Regions from separate parts of the Oryzias latipes genome. Here region 1 is linked to region 2. A link is a contact called in public Hi-C data. All regions are on one chromosome and are shown on one strand. The core of a region is the stretch at or near the end of the contact, and the rest is flanking DNA. Distances in the headings are between cores, read along the strand shown.

The links. Hi-C and Micro-C count contacts between places; a contact is called where the count stands out from the background.
Region 1: a Hi-C map of embryo shows a contact between it and region 2, with 3 times the contacts expected there. The contact joins two enhancer-like sites. A contact is called at or near these places in 5 of 5 Hi-C or Micro-C datasets (embryo, fibroblasts and gastrula embryo).

Annotation. Positions count from the first base shown.
Region 1 is chr3:33,489,755-33,493,473 of ASM223467v1, reverse strand. The region is part of intron 18 of adamts18 (A disintegrin and metalloproteinase with thrombospondin motifs 18); the gene reads right to left. Among protein-coding and RNA genes, the nearest start is that of adamts18, 48 kb to the right of the region's middle. Within about 2 kb of position 2,418, at least 1 of the 8 cell types and tissues checked has an H3K27ac peak or open chromatin away from gene starts, as enhancers often do. A contact at or near this core is called in embryo, where this site is marked.
Region 2 is chr3:33,410,897-33,415,026 of ASM223467v1, reverse strand. No RefSeq gene overlaps it. Among protein-coding and RNA genes, the nearest start is that of adamts18, 31 kb to the left of the region's middle. Within about 2 kb of position 2,621, at least 3 of the 8 cell types and tissues checked have an H3K27ac peak or open chromatin away from gene starts, as enhancers often do. A contact at or near this core is called in embryo, where this site is marked.

The DNA of each region.
Region 1 (3,719 bases), core at 1,169-3,668, 79 kb before region 2:
TATTTCCACAATTCTTAAGAAACTAAACACGAAAACCATATTGTATACAACTCCCCGTAACAGCTTTCCCAGATTTCCTCAACCAGCGCCAATGTACTTGGCTCAATGGGGCCAAACAGATGTGCAGCGTCTCGCCTCTTCCTTCACTCCTGCTTCTATTCTCTCCTCTCACCTGTTTTCTCTGCCCTCATCCTTTTATTTCGAATCCCTTCTACTCTGCGCGGCTCTACGCCAGCTGTTGCTTTCGAAAATAGCTTCTGTCTCAGCATCGGGGCTGAAGGGGGGAGATTACGACAAATGAGCGGTCTGACAACCGCATGCTTAGAAAGAAGAGGGAGAGGAAGGAGATGGGCTGATGCATCCGTCCAGCTACACGTGACCACAGAGACCGCCGACCTGCTGCAGGGAAGAAACTTCCATTCCATTCCAAACGTCCCGTTTAAACGCCGCAGACAAACGAGACGGAACTGCAATTTAGAGGCTGGAACTTTGTGGGATCCCTGGCAGGAGAAATGTTTGTTTTGTGTTTTTCTCTGATTTATAAATAACGATATATCATTGGGGGAAAAAAGCCACTTTGCTGCAAACCACCACTAAGCTGGCTTTAGCCAGAACATCTAATATGAAACCATTGCAGGAAGGAGGTTCTGAGAAACAAGGGTTTATATTCCTTTCGGTCCTGATCCTTTACTTTAAACTTTACTCCACAAAACGTATATGAAGAGAGTTTGTAAGAGCCATTCTGTTTGTTTTCTGTTTGTTTCTTGAGCATTATTTACTTTAGATTGCGGGGAACTTCATTTCTTTTGTGCATTTAACACCTTGCTTGATTGTGGTCCAGGCGGTCTGTGGTGCGATTGGTCAAAGATGTTTGAAATTGTCAAGCGCAGTGCAATCAGCAAACCACCTGGCACCTGGGAGCGATGCAGTCTTTCCACTGACCCGTCCTGATGGTCACGCCTGTTCCCGGTATGTTGTGACTGTTTGCAGGTCAAGTCAGAACCCACAAACAAAGAGAATAGACTAAAAAGCAAAGTATTGGAGATGAAGAGATGCTGGAGAGGGTCGGGTGAATGAAAACGAGTGAACCCTTAGGCTGAGTTCATTGGTAAGGACCTGCCTTCTCATCTTCACATTTGGCTAAACTGTTCTTTAGAAAATTCCAAATAAAAAGAACAGGATTATTTAAGAAGAGGGGGAAAACATCCAGATTTTCAGGTGGATGTGTTGTACTCAAATCTGTATGCACTGTTTTCTAACAGTGTTGCTGCAATTGGTAGTCAAAGTGAAAAACAAATACTTCTGTGATACTTCTTTATCTTCCGAATTCCAAAGCACAAGAGGAACGGAATATGGATTCAACAAATATTTTAAAAATTGAAGGCCAATTTCATTGAAATTTCTCCTTAAACTCGAAGTTTTGTTTGTAGTTTCACACAGTATGTAGGACATAAAGTGGGATGTTTAGTTTTTTTAACACAGTTAAATTTCCGTTTTATAGATTTCTTTAACTATATCCACCTTTTCCATACCTTCCTATTTGTCTATTTTCATCGTTTATTACCAAATGAGAAGCCTTTGATTAAAATCTTTGGAAACTGTCTTCTACAGTATATATTTCAGGTTTTGGTTAGAATTTTACTTCATCTTCACTCGTTTTAAAAAACATGACAAGACGAAAGAAAGATGACGAAAATGTAAAAAAAAAAGGCAGAAAAAGAAGTTTTCATGTTGCTTTTTTACCTCAAAATCTAAATTCTTATAATAGTATGCAAATAAGATAAAATACACTTACAATCAAGAAACTAAACTATATAAACAAAACTCAAAAGACAAAAAAACTAAAATCATTTTTTGTACTTTTTGGAACATTTATTGTTTATTTATTGTTTTTTTTTTCTTATATTATGTTTTTTTTAAATATATTACTTTCTTTAATGTTAATTGTACTATTTTATTGACTTGACATATAAACACTTTTTATGTAGCAATGCAGTTCAGTGTATTTAAGATTTGAAAAAGAATGTTGTATTTATTTATTGAGTTAAAATAAAAGAGAAAAATAAATGTATTAAAATGCACTTTTTTTCTTCTCTCTGTTACCATTTAGCAAACTCTTATAAGCCTCAACAGTGTTGGGTCTTCCTTGTCATTTGGTGAAATGCCCCTCCCCACCCTGGTTTCACCGGTCCATTAGTTGTAGAATCACCTCAAATTGGACATGAAACTGCAGAAGATGAGCAGAGAAGCGACGGATACTTCTCATGAAGAGGCTTTTTAAGAAAAATGTATGGTCCTTTGTAAGGAGCAACCTGGATGAATGAACTCTGTTAGTGCAGCTGAGTCCTTCATCATTTGGGGAGGACACTGTGAGCCTGAAGCTAAGAGGATGGATGAGGGTGCTGGGGTCCAGCTTGTTCTCCCCCGTTGGAATTCCAGGGTTTCTGCAGAACAAAGCAGGGATCCGGCTGTCGGCTCTGCAGACACAGTCCACAGTGAGACGCGGGAACCTTTGCTTTCACACCTTTCAAATTTACTTCCCTCATTGATGATTTTGCTTTTCTAGTGAATCCTTGAATGCATGCATACATCCTGCATGCAGTCATTGAAGCTTTCATGCCTCCCACTCAGCTTGTGCAGCTTCCACCACAGCTCGGAAACGCCGTCCACCTCTGTCCAGATCCATGGACGTCAGGCTGGTTTGTTCCTTTGAATACCTAAACTGCACTATTTTTTCTCACTTGAGGGATAATAGGAGGTCAGGACAACTAAAAGGCCTGCATAATAGCTTTCGTCAATATAAAAAAAAGGGTAAGCATAAGATTAGAGGCAGGAAATGTCCTCTCGGGTTGTGGGAAACTGAATAAGGAACAGAGGCAGCATGTTGGAGGTGTAACCGATAGCGGTCTGGCCTGTTCAGCCTCCGACACAGGAGACAGTTTTGTCTGGACTTGTTGCAACGCGGCTGCATGTGAACAAAATCACATCATTGACTGCCGCCAGAAGCAGCTTCTATTTCTGTTAATTGGTTTACCTAATTACTACATGTTTGACCAAATATCGAAAATGCCTGCAAGATGCATGCAAATAAAAATCCTGCGTGTCATTTGATGTGAAGGATCAAATGACACGCACTGAACCCGACACAGATCCCTGCATGGTCTTTGGAGCGCCGCTGTAAATCAAACGAGCTCCAGTTCCCTCAGCTGAAGCTCAGAGCCCATTCCCTCCGCACTGTTTCAACTTGTTGCTGCACTTTCACCTGGTTTCTCCTTCGATGCTCTGGTCCACGAGTGCAGATGAAAAACATTCATGTCATCACAAACAGACTTTTACACAGTAAGGTGACTATTCCTTCTGGTTTCCCGAGTTAAAGGCAAAACTTTTTGTCAAATTAAGACAATGCACACTTACTTGCCTTCTACCCTAGAAACCTCAAGTATCTGAAGAAAATTAAAAATCAGTATAACATTTGGCAACCTTTTCTTTCTTTTTTTTAACCATAAAATACCATATTATTGCTTTAAATATTTTTGGATTAACTGCAGTCAGAAGTTTTTCAAAAGGTTTACACCAAGAGCGCAAAAAACATAACTATTGACAAGGATGGGATGTTATTTGGAACTAGAACTAGAACTGTTTGTAATTAAAGCAAGATTTTGCAGCATAGATGTTCAGACTGCAAATATTCCCAAACAAAAGATATCAGATGAAACTCA
Region 2 (4,130 bases), core at 1,372-3,871:
AATCACTGTACCTCCAGTTCTATGACTCCTGCTGTCTCTCTTTCCTCTTAAGATCCTTATACACAGTACACAGTATCACTAAACGGTCACAGGTGACCGTGGTTTTATAAATTACTCAACTTGATCAAAACTCATTTAGTATTGCTGGTGGCCTTTGGGGATGACATTGAACCACGGTGTCAGTTGTTTTATGACAGATACTCCCTTTTTTGTTTTTGCTGTTCAGGTTTTTGATTTGATAAGTTTTGATGACATTATTAGAAAGTGATGTCCTGATTTTTCAATTAATTTATGAAAATTGTTGGGATTTTGTCATCCTGCTATGGTTATCTTGCTTTTTTTTCAATGAAAAAAAACAAAAAGCGTGGGGATTGAAGCACAAAAAGTAAAAGAAATGATGCAAAACGTGCACCGAAGAGTCTCCAGGTGATAGATACAGGTTGTCTTCTTTACAATGAACTACTTTTTTCCATCAACAGAAATCAGAACCTGACAGAACAAGAGGCTCATTTTAAAATTTTCGTCCCATAAATGATATGAGATAAAAAGGAAAGTTTAAATGTGATTTACAGTAACTAAATCATGACAACAAAAAACCTGCTGCGCTTTAATTGGGAGATCAGTACAGAACCTGTTTGTGGTACGACAGCAAATCATTGAATCAGCTGAGTGACAGCTGTGCTCCGATCATCTTGTGATTAATTTTTACAGCGTTCCCACTGATCTTTTAATTAATATTATGCAGTTTTTAGGCAAAATCAACACTAACATGTTGTTTTCTAGAACATAGTTTCCACAAAGCGGCAGGGGTTCTTTAAGTGGAGCAACCCCGCCCCCTTCCTGTCACCCATAATTCAGTGCTTTCTGTTTATGCTCTCTCCTGCTAGGTCTTGATTCATTTCCAATCTGACTGAGCTCCGGCTCGCTCTGAGTTTCTTTAGTCTGAATATGCTGTGTGCTCGGAGCAAAACAACTGGGCCAAAGGGCCACAGTAGCCAGGTATTATGGGATGCAAACAGAGTAGCAGGGAAGCAACGATAAGACAGAGCAACTCGTCGAAATGTGGTCAGAATAATGCAGATTCATTATCTTGACACATTACTTCTCACTGTTTCCTGACAATCTATATGTCCTAAACACTTATCAGTGCACCTTATTAGCCATCGTTTCCTCAGCAACCACCTTGCAGCATGTCTCCGCCATCCGCCAAGTGGCAAAATTAAGTGCTGTACCTAAAATTGATACAGACGTTCAAAACGGTCAACAAAAATATAACGTTTGAGTAAATAAACAATCCCAACAAGGATGGAAAAGTGTAGAACTTCAATTATTCCTTCTCTCATTCCTTTGCCCCGCCCTCATAATTCCTGGCCAATAATTGAAGAGATCTTTGGTCATGTGTGTTTTTTTTTTACAAGCCTTGGTTTGAAAAATGTCCAGGTTGATGGGAGTCTGAATACAGACCAAACGCAAGGTTCCGGACTTGATCCAGACCGAATCAACCGGACTTGTTCCGGACCAACTGACCTTTCCAGTCTGAAAACGCCCTCAGGAAAGCAATTTTGGTATACATTTTCTTTGTGTCCTCCAACATCAGAAAAAAACCACAAGAGCATGTTATAAACACCCAAAACACAGTTTTCATTGGAGTGGGTCTTCAAACAGGTTTTTTTCCACTCAGGCTCGCTACACAAGGCCGATGTGTTTGCTATCCGCTTTTGTTTTAAGAAACAGTAAAGAGGTGGAACCACACAGAAAAATGTTGCTGATTTTGTGCGAAAAGACAAGAAAACATAACACAAATGTACAAATTCCCTCATACCATGCTTTGGTACATTTAAAAGTCAAATTTTCAATAATCTAATTTTATTAGCCACTGGATCTACATTTAAGAAGGAAATGTAGATCCGGATTTCCCACCAAATTGCTCTGCCTTGCTCTGAGAGCCTGACCTACTTTCTCATTCATACTTAATTACACTGCCATGAAAGTCTTTATTGACACTTTGGCCCACTCAGGTTGAGTGTCTTTCAGTTGTGAAGCTGCAGCTGTTTTTTGTGTGACCTATTATAAGCCACCAAAAAACAACAAAAAAACTTGTGTCTTCATCTTTCCATTTAATGACCCCAAAGGTCTTGAATAAGTCAGTCCTGAGGAGCCTCATAGTGTTAAAAGCAGGGGTCCCCAGATCCAGGCCTCGAGGGGCGGTGTCCTACATGTTTTCCAAACAACCTGCCATTGAAGCTTCTTATTGGCTAAACATACCTGATCCAGGTAATCAGCAGCAAATAAGACAGGGTTTCTGGAAAACCAGCAGGTCACCGGCCCTCGAGGCCTGGATTTGGGGACCGCTGGTTTAAAGGATAAACATAACATGAACAGTTTGTGACCATGGCAGAGGCACTGTTGGGTTTTTCTGTTGTTTCCCATCTGTCAGCGAAGTCCCTGCACATCAGCACCACTGAACACCAGCAACCTTAAATACTGACGAGTAGAGCTGCCGCCATGAGCTAATGCTTGAACCGGCCCCGCCTGCACGGCAGCGGAGAGGAGGGAGCATCAGAGCGGTGGCAGCGCTCCTCCAGTCATCTGTTACAATAGAGGCTTAACTGGCTTTGTCTGATCCCACCGACCACTTTCAACTGCTGCCAGGGCCACAGGAAGCCAGCGATCCTCACTGTGTGAGCGTGCACGTCGGTGCATGTGTGTTTGGGGGGGGGGGGGTGTCCAGCAGCGAAGGGGTCTCTTGTCTCTCAATTTTCCGCCCTGATTGGAGTGAAAGAGGAGCTGTTCTGTGGCTCAGCTGAATCTCTCTGCCGCTCTTTTTCTTTGAAAGTGCAGCGTGAAGACAGAATGACACTCTTCCAGCTCGAGACGTGACATCATCTCAGGCCCACGCCGGACAGGATGCACACCCAGGCGGACAAATGACCTGCTTTTTCATCACACACACTGAACCTTACTATAAAACACCTCAAAGATTTCAAAGTTTTTCCAACATTTTATGACGTACATTTATTTTCTTAAACCATTTAGACCTTTCTGTGTTTATTCTATGTTTAACAGATTATTTTCTAATAAATATGTGTGCACTATGAGTCCTGTAGGTCTGTACGACAGAGTTGAAGGGCTACCAAAAAAAATAAAAAGACAGTAATATCACTAGATTTAAAGTCGTAAATTTACAAGAATAAAACTCGTAAATTGACAAGATTAAAGTGGAAGTGAGCATACAGAGCAGCAAGTGAACCCCAAGAAAGCAGCAGAGCCGACTAACTAAACTCAATGGAACAGGTGAGCTGAATGTTTATTGATAATGTTCCAAATGTTTGGAAGCTCATTTGTTTGATTTACGATTTTTTACTGTTTTTTTTTTTAATTGATGGGTGGTTTGCAGGATCTCTGCAGCCCAATGTAGACATCGGTGTCCCTGCAGATGTTCACTTAAATCCTTTCTTGCTCCATCAAAGACTACATGTCTAGATCTGTGTGATGCTTCCATCTAAGGAGGAGGAGCACTTTTTGGCATTTTCAATGTTCTTATTACTTTTTTCATTCCTCTATATTGTTTAAAGTTGAAACGGGACATTTCAGCTGCAGGAGGAGGCGTTTGTGACACTGTTTACTTCCACATTGGTGTTCGGATGACAGGTTCATGACGTAAGGCGACAGATGAACTTCAGGGTGTGTGAATTAAAAGGAAAATTAAGGCTGCAGCGCTCCTCTACACCCAAACGAGTCTCTGAGCTCCTTATTTTACTAAAGAAACTCCGCTTTACCAACACCAAACCCCGGAAAGCCGACTACACTAACAATCTGATTTTGAGTCGCCAAAAGGTTTAGGATTTCTTTGTTTCTGAAATCTTTCCGTAAATAAAGCTTCAGAAAAGGCTCAACATGTTTTATCTTCAAGCTAGGCTCTGAAAAAGAAAAAACTTTGGTGTTTTTTCCTCATTAATCTGTGACTTTTTTTCTGGTGAATTTATGACTTAAAAGTCATAATTATTATTATTATTTTTTTTGTGAACTGGCCCTTAAACTCCATCGTAGCAATGGCATTGTGGGGTTAAATGTTTTTTTTTTCCAGGACAAGTGTCAAGCCTGGATATTGAACTCTCAGCAGACTAATT